Linked DNA regions of Hordeum vulgare: region 1 is linked to region 2. The links are chromatin contacts, called in public Hi-C maps. All regions are on one chromosome and are shown on one strand. The core of a region is the stretch at or near the end of the contact, and the rest is flanking DNA. Distances in the headings are between cores, read along the strand shown. Region 1 has its middle 130 kb from the start of LOC123449733. Region 2 holds the start of LOC123449733 (probable protein phosphatase 2C 28).

Region 1 (3,935 bases), core at 506-3,005, 130 kb after region 2:
ACTGAACGGGTCTGCGAACGTTTAGGGGATCACATTTGCTAAGTCCGGCTATAGTGTTGTTAAGCGGATAAAACAGATCCACTTGCAACACCTGAAGGACCAAGTCGCCGGCAAATTACCCCTTGGCAGGGCAAACATTGCATGATAGCAGACAGAAATGCCTTGGTAATTGGTAAACGGAAACGTTTTTGGCCGGTGCGTCGGCCGAACCGTTCGGCCGGCCGCACACGACCGCGCGCCCGTTGACTAGGCATGTAATATTTTTTTCGTTTAAATTATTGCAATCAGTGTCATATTTGTTGTAAGCGTTATTTTTTTGCTCCATTTGTTCAGTAAAAAAGTTGCATATACGTTTGGTTGCAACTTCAGTTCGTCGGATTTTTCGTTACAATCGATGTTTTTTACTTTTGCTACAACTGTGTTAATTTTTGCTACAACCGACATAATTTTTTGCTGCAACCGTTCGCTAAAAAAATTGCAGTCACGTCACGTAAATATTTGTTACAACCGGCGTTTGACTTTTGCTACCACGCATCATCAACTTCTTCTTTTGCTACGATCACGTAGATATTCTTTTTGCTATAAATTTTATTTTTGTTGCAACCGTTCAAAAAATTGTTGCATCGCATCGAAATTTTGCTGCATCAGGGAAAAATGTTGCATGAAGATCCAACAGTGCGGACGCGCGGGGATGGTGGATCGTGCGGCGCGCCGGCGCAGAGCACTGCCCGTTGATAAACTCATCTACCACGTCACGACGCTCGTCATTCCAGTTGAGGGAAGGGGGGGGGGGTGGTTCTTTGAACGGCTCCGATAAAGTTGCCCAATTAATTGGACGTCCGTGTACCTATGAACCTTGACGGCCCTGGGATGCTACATCTGGCAAAGTTTGCTCGCGCCCTTCACCTAGAATGGTCATGGCTTGAGTGGTTGGCGCCAGAGAGGACTTGGCTTGACACCTGGAAGACTAAAACACATGCGACGAGTAGGATATGGACTTATTTCATGGCCTTACAAAGTTCATGAAAGGGGACGAGATCAACGCGAGTTTCGGGGAGTCGGCTTGGCTAAACGGGCTAAGGTCTAAGCACGTCGCACCATTAAATCTTTGACATATCTAGATACAAGAGGTGGTGTGTTAGGAAGGCCCTCTAGAATGGTGCTTGAGTGGATCAAATTCAGTTGTCAAATGACCTCACGGTGGCACACGACCAGGAATTCATCATGCTTTGGACTGTGTTGGCGTAGGTGCATCTTCAGGGATAATTGATGATAACCCTCTTTGTTGGCCGATCCTTGCTCACAGACCCCTTTGATGTGTCATTGACATGTGGGGTTTTAGCGATCTGGGGGTTATTATCAAATCTCCCGCATCTTCAAGACGATTGACGCGACATCATTATCTGGAAGCTTACAGCTTCATGACACTGTTTAGCGCCTTTGACATACAAAGAACATTTTTGTTGTACCACAGCAACAAGCTTCAACGACACGATTTGAAAGAATTGGACGCTTTGGAAGTGCAAGTTCTTCAATTGGTTGATCATGCCTAATTGTGCCAATTACGGAGGAGCCACGCCTAGGCGACCTGATCGGCCCGGCAACCGCTAGCTGTTAATTACTGATCTGATTTGTCAAGAAAAAGGTCCAGGATCGTTGATCTCCAATTTCGCACGTGCTCCTACGTGTCGTGCAAGGACTCGTTCACGCCGTACAAGTAATTGATGGGAGCCACATCACTCACTTCAGCAAAAGGAAGATGTGATCCCGACTGACAAGCCATTCCCATCCGTAGGTTTGTTCTTCTTACACTCTGCCTACAAGGTTCAGTTCAGCAAAAAAGAAGATGTGGATGCCGACAGCAAACTATACTCTATTTTTTGACGATTGGCTCATACAGCAAAACAAGTAGGGGGTGTATAACTTATTTTCCTTTCTTAAAGAGAGGACAATCACGGGCTAGCTTTATTAGTTTATAAACCACAATTACATCGTTCATGACCTTCTAAACTAGGCAGTCTCGAGGTGCATTCACCAAGATACAATGATTTTCATTTTGGAAAGAAAACTAGTTAGCTCGTGAGCCACTTAGAACATCTACATCCGAACATCTACATCCGAACATCTACATCCGAACTAGTTAGCTCGTAACCCGTCTTAAATCCCCGAACAGGCCGTCTGGTCACTCGCCGGTCATAAAAAAATGACTCAACCGGGTCTCCCAAACGGACCTCAAACGCCCAGCCTCATCGACATCCCTCATATTTAACCTAAATATGGTGCGGATATGAGGAATCAGGCGCGCCCGTCACGTCGGCCTGACAGCAGGCCCAAACACGGACTCGTCTAAAAATCCGATGGTCCGACGGACGCCTCAACTGTCGTCGCGGTGTGAACGACGTGTGGTGCCGCTCCGGCTCGCTGCCCGAGGCCATAGCCGACTATTTAAGCCGACCAGTGTCCCCTAGCACTAGCACATCGACATCCTTCCTCCCTTTGGCGCCACCCGAACCCATCCGCTTCCTTTCCTCCGCTCTGCGGCATCAGTATGGTTTGCCGTAGGATCACCACCTACGCTATGCTCATGCCAGTGCGCTGAATGCAGATCGTGGCAGAGATCCAAGCTCGACGCGCCGTCCACATCGTTGCAGGTCTTCTTCCGGACTCGCCGGAGATGGTGGAGGAGGAGGAGCCGCCGAAGTTGATGGATGAAGAGCCAGAGGAGGACGAGGTGGATATCCATGCTCCGGGCTTGAACATGGCGAAGGCGGAGGCGGAGTTCGCCGCTGCCCAAGACGAGAAAATGGCGGAGCATGCACCAAGCCATCCTGGATTCCATCCGGGATGAGGCCGAGATGGAGGCCAGCCGCCGGCTCATCCGACAGAGGTAGGCGAAGGCCGACGCCCTCTTTGATGAGCTCGACGTTGAGATAGCAGCGGAGGAAGCTGCAAGAGAGCAGCCGGAGGCGCCAGAGGGGGCGGAGCTGCAACTGCCGCACTTTTATCCGCCGGAGGGCACGAAGCTTTTCAAATCTCCGGCAAGGAGTGGTTAGTTTGTACATAGTTCGTAGGTTTTTATGTTTGCATGGTTTTGTATGGATTTGATAATCTACTATGAGGTGTCCGATTGCAGTAGTGTTTATTTCAAGCATGACCGGTCACTCCTCGCAGACGCGCTCGCATTTTTCAAGTTTCGGCTGTACAGTCGGACCCCCTATATCCTCCTTAAACGTGTGAAATGCCCTTCCAATCTGTGTCCGGTCAAAAAAAGTTGACCCAACCGGACTCCCACTTTCTTCCTAAACGTCCGGACTGACCTATACCGCTCATATCCATCTTAAATATGAGGACAAAATGAAGGCTCGCAGATGCGTCTAGGCACGTCAGGTAAGTTCGCCACGTAGGACCAGACCCCATCCCGGACCAGCTTTTCTCTTTTCTTGTCCATTATTTTCTTTCTTTCTGTTTTTCTCCATCAATCACATGTAAGTGACCGGTGATATGAGAAGAAAAATAAAAAGCGCGGCTGCGGGGACGAAACATAGGGGCTGAAAACGGACACGCAGGTCATTGACCGGGCGCATCTGCACGCGTTTAGGAGTTGAATTTGCTAGGTCCGCTTCTAGATGCTATTAGGTTCCTAGAGCTTAGCCTTCCCCTTCTTTGTTGCCCAATTTACACACTCCGCAAAGATGGCCGCGGCTGGATCCCATCATTGTGAATTCCCAGTGCAAAACTTGATAACTTTCAGAGAATCTGATTCAGCCTCACTCAAGTGGAATCCCATTGAATTTGCAACGGCGAGACCTTCTCGTATATACATGGCTTTGGTTGTTACTATATCCACCGCATGCTGGTCAACAGCCATATTTCACCCTTCCCGCCCATTAAAGTTCTTTGCCCCCGTCACCATGCTTGCGTTCCAAATGATTTGC
Region 2 (3,630 bases), core at 69-2,568:
TTTGATGATATCATCATCAGTGGCGCCTCCCAAACTTAAAAGGAAGGGGATAATCAGCAGCAGATTCTCTTGCTTTCCTTCTCTCTCTTTTTTTTGCAGAAATTAGGAGATGGGGATTTGAGATGGAGCTTACTTCTGAGATGGTGGAACATGTTGTCATTGATGAAGCGGGAGGTCTCCGGGCCGCCATGGCCATCATAGACGCCGACGAAGGTGCCCTGCGGGCCGGGGTCGGCCATGGAGAGCGAGCCGGACTCCACCTGGCTCTGGTCCTCCAGCAGGTTGTTGGCCTGCACCACCGCCATGGAGAACTCGCCTGTGGCCGCCTGCCCGGCGTCCTTGTACCACAGCAGCCCGTCCTGCCGGCCGGCGGCGTCCGAGCCCTTCTTGCCCCGCCGTCCGGACCGGGACCGCGCGCCCCAGCACGACCTGAAGTAGTCCATCACCGCCGCCATCACGCCCTCTCCCCGCAGCTCCTCGACGGCATGCCCACCGCCGCCCTCCGCGCCTGCAACCAAACAGAATCGTCAGTACGGGTCAGATCAAGTTCTTCGCCGGCAGCTGGATCGCGGCCAAGGATCAATCAATCAGCCAAGAAACCGCATCAATCCCGCCATCCCTAATCAGCCAGCGCAGAGCGCGGAACCAGATCGAGAGAAAGATACAAGGCATCTCTCACCTTTTCCCCCCCCCCCCTCTCTCTCTCTCCGTCCAAGAACTCGCCGCCGAGTTCGTGCTCGGATTCTTGGAATCTACCACCGGCGAGGTGACTCTCAGATCTGGCGCGGACGGGCACGAGCTCCGTCGCACGAACAGCGAGGACTGGCTGGACTGGACTGGCGGCCGCGGTCCGGGATCAAAGAGAATCAGCCAGCCAGCCAACCAACCGAGCAAGGAAGGAGCTTGACAAAAAGAGAAATTCCCTCGCCGGCCTCCTCGCCGCAGTCCTGCTGCTTTACTTTACTTTACTTTACTTTTCTCCCGGTGGCTAGCTAGCTAGCTACGCCCCCAATCTTTGAACACTCGCTGGAAGAAGGAACAGCTCAGAGGCAGTGGTGGAAGCCGCACCCAACCCCAGCGGCCCAGCCTACTGCTACTGCTATTGCTACGACTACTGCCGAGACCCAGGTGAGCGAGCGGAGGCAGGAAGGCGAGGGGACAAAGAAGCCATTAAAAGAAGAGCGGGGAGGGGGGGACGGGACGGGAGGGAGGTCAGGGCCAGCAAGGCAGAGGATGGGCTCCTACCAATCCTGATTCTTGTGTGACTGACTGGTTGTGGTGGTGTGGACTGCTACTGCTGCTGCAGGTGCAGGGCTATGCGTGCTCCCTCGACCTCGAGCCAGGTCAGTCAGTTCCCCTTCTTCCTCGCTCTCTCCTCACCTCGCCTGCCTGCCATGGGTGAAAACTGAAAAGAAAGAGAGCATCTTTTTATAGTAGTTGTGGTGCTTATCTCTGTTTGCAGAAAAGGATGGCCATCTAGTTTAATCCTCATCGGTATGATTAATAGGAGTACGACTACTATCTCCCCGTGTTATTAACTTGGTCATCCACATAATCTGTCAGAATTTATCATAAAAATAAATGTATCTAGACGTATTTTTATTCTGGATCCATTCATCTCTATCAATTTTCACTTCTGCGACGGTTAATTCGGCCCAAAGGGAGTATATATGAATGAAAAGGACGGTAATCTAGTTTAATTATTACTACACCCTTGTTAAATGTTTGGCACTGAAACAGCTCCACCGTTTTCGAAATCCCTTTTTCTTTACTGTTGTTTGTTTGTTAATGGTGGTTTGCTTCTGGTCTAGTAATGATCTCCCGGCCCTTGAATTGAACCGATCAGCCTTTGATTCCATAATCCTAGTCTAGTTCACACACATGAGAGATGGAATCTTTGATAGTACCAGTTTAAAAGCAAAAAAGAAGAAAAGAGAGAGAGGTAGGGATGCATGTTTCCATGGGGAGAAGGTCAAAGGGGTGCATATGTGCTGCAAACTCATCAAATCTAGCCTGGAAAAAGGCCACCCCTCACTCACTCACATGCATGCACCTAGTCAGATCAGTACTTTTTTTTTCCTCATCCTTATTTTCTTCATTATCATGGACAAAACATTTCGTTCACCATGATACTATTTCATCACAGATGAAGTGCTTTTTTCTAAGGGAACTTGAAGTGCCATTTGAGAGAGGGAAATAATGACCAAGACCTGGTTAATTAACAACCATGGGCCTCCATGCTGCAAGTTTACAGGGCACATAGCTGGCAACGGCGTTTGTGGGGTGTGAACCAGGATGTGCCCCAGCTTGTGTTGTCCCTGTTTCCTTCGCTTTTTTTTTTGTTCCCATGCAAAAGATGATCAGAATAATTTGCAAATGTGTCATCTATCTATAAGGTCCTGTTTGGAACCTTTTTATAATTTATGTTGTCTTCAGGACATGTTATATTGTAAATTATAAATACTAGATGGACAAATTATTAAAAACTTACAATCTACTCTATCCGAAATAAAACCAGATTATGAATTACTAATGATACATTATCCTTGTAAAATTGAAGATAATTACTAATTTCTGTCACTGCCACCCTTCTCTTTTTTTTCTCCTCAGCGCGCTCACAGGACACACAGGTTATTATGCAATGTAAAAACTTGGACTACAGTTTATATAATCTGGCCTTTATACATGTCGACCTAGATTATTTTTATAAACTCGATTATATAATCTATCTTCATAATTCAGATTATCATAATTTATGATAGTTCCAAACAAAGCCTAAGTTGCCTTAAAATTATTAGTCGAGCGCTCTACGGTAACACCAACTGCGTGATTACTTATTCCATTCGCTTCCATTTTCTCTTTTTCTATTAGGATTTTTTTTCTTTTTATTAGGGATTTTTCTAAGGATCGAGAGTCGACCCCGACCTACTTAAACAGACCGCTTGTATGATGCATGTACCATTTTTCTTTAAATGGTTGCATCGACTATCGGTATTTTTGTCAATCACGAACTACTTGATTGGTCGCCACTTGTTTCAGACACGTAATTTGTTTCCCTTCAAAATGGTTGTTTCTGTCGTCGTTGTGACACATGATTTTGTCGATTACAACCTACTTGATCGGTCGACACTTGTGTAAAGCACATATTTTCATACTTTCCTTAAAATGGTCGTTTCTGTCATTGACATGACACATATTGTTGGGATCCCAACCTACCCGATCGGTCGCCGCTTGTTTAAAGCACACATTTTTTCCTTTTCTCGAAATGGTCGTTTCTGTCATCGCCATGACACGTATTGTCGTGATCCCAACCTACTTGATCGATCGCCGCTTGCTTAAAGCATATATTTTTTTCTTTCCTTAAAATGGTCGTTTCTATCATCGCCATGACACGTATTGTCGTGATCCCAACCTACTTGATCAGTCGCCGCTTGTTTAAAGCACAATTTTTTTTCATTTTCTTGAAACGGTCGTTTGTGCCATAGCCATGACGCACATTGTCGTGATCCAAACCTACTTGATCGACTGTCGCTTGTTTAAAGCATTTTTTTTCTTTTGTCACAATGGTCGTTTCTGTCATTCCCATGACATGTATTGTTGTGATCCCAACCTGCTCGATTGGTCGTTGTT

The links. A called contact is a pair of places that touch in the nucleus more often than the background predicts.
Region 1: a contact with region 2 is called in a Hi-C map of leaf, with 3 times the contacts expected there. The contact joins the enhancer-like site here to the promoter of LOC123449733 in region 2. A contact is called at or near these places in 2 of 6 Hi-C or Micro-C datasets (leaf and seedling) and 1 of 1 datasets of contacts at active chromatin or transcription factors (embryo).

What each region holds. Positions count from the first base shown.
Region 1 is chr4H:583,578,481-583,582,415 of MorexV3_pseudomolecules_assembly, forward strand. No RefSeq gene overlaps it. Among protein-coding and RNA genes, the nearest start is that of LOC123449733, 130 kb to the left of the region's middle. Within about 2 kb of position 1,756, at least 1 of the 3 cell types and tissues checked has open chromatin away from gene starts, as enhancers often do. A contact at or near this core is called in leaf, where this site is marked.
Region 2 is chr4H:583,447,604-583,451,233 of MorexV3_pseudomolecules_assembly, forward strand. LOC123449733 (probable protein phosphatase 2C 28) reads right to left here and starts at 1,319. Exons shown (of 5, transcript XM_045127054.1): 1 at 1,246-1,319; 2 at 134-508. The coding sequence starts at 455. LOC123449735 (a long non-coding RNA gene) reads left to right here and starts at 1,295. Exons shown (of 2, transcript XR_006632044.1): 1 at 1,295-1,343; 2 at 2,147-2,529.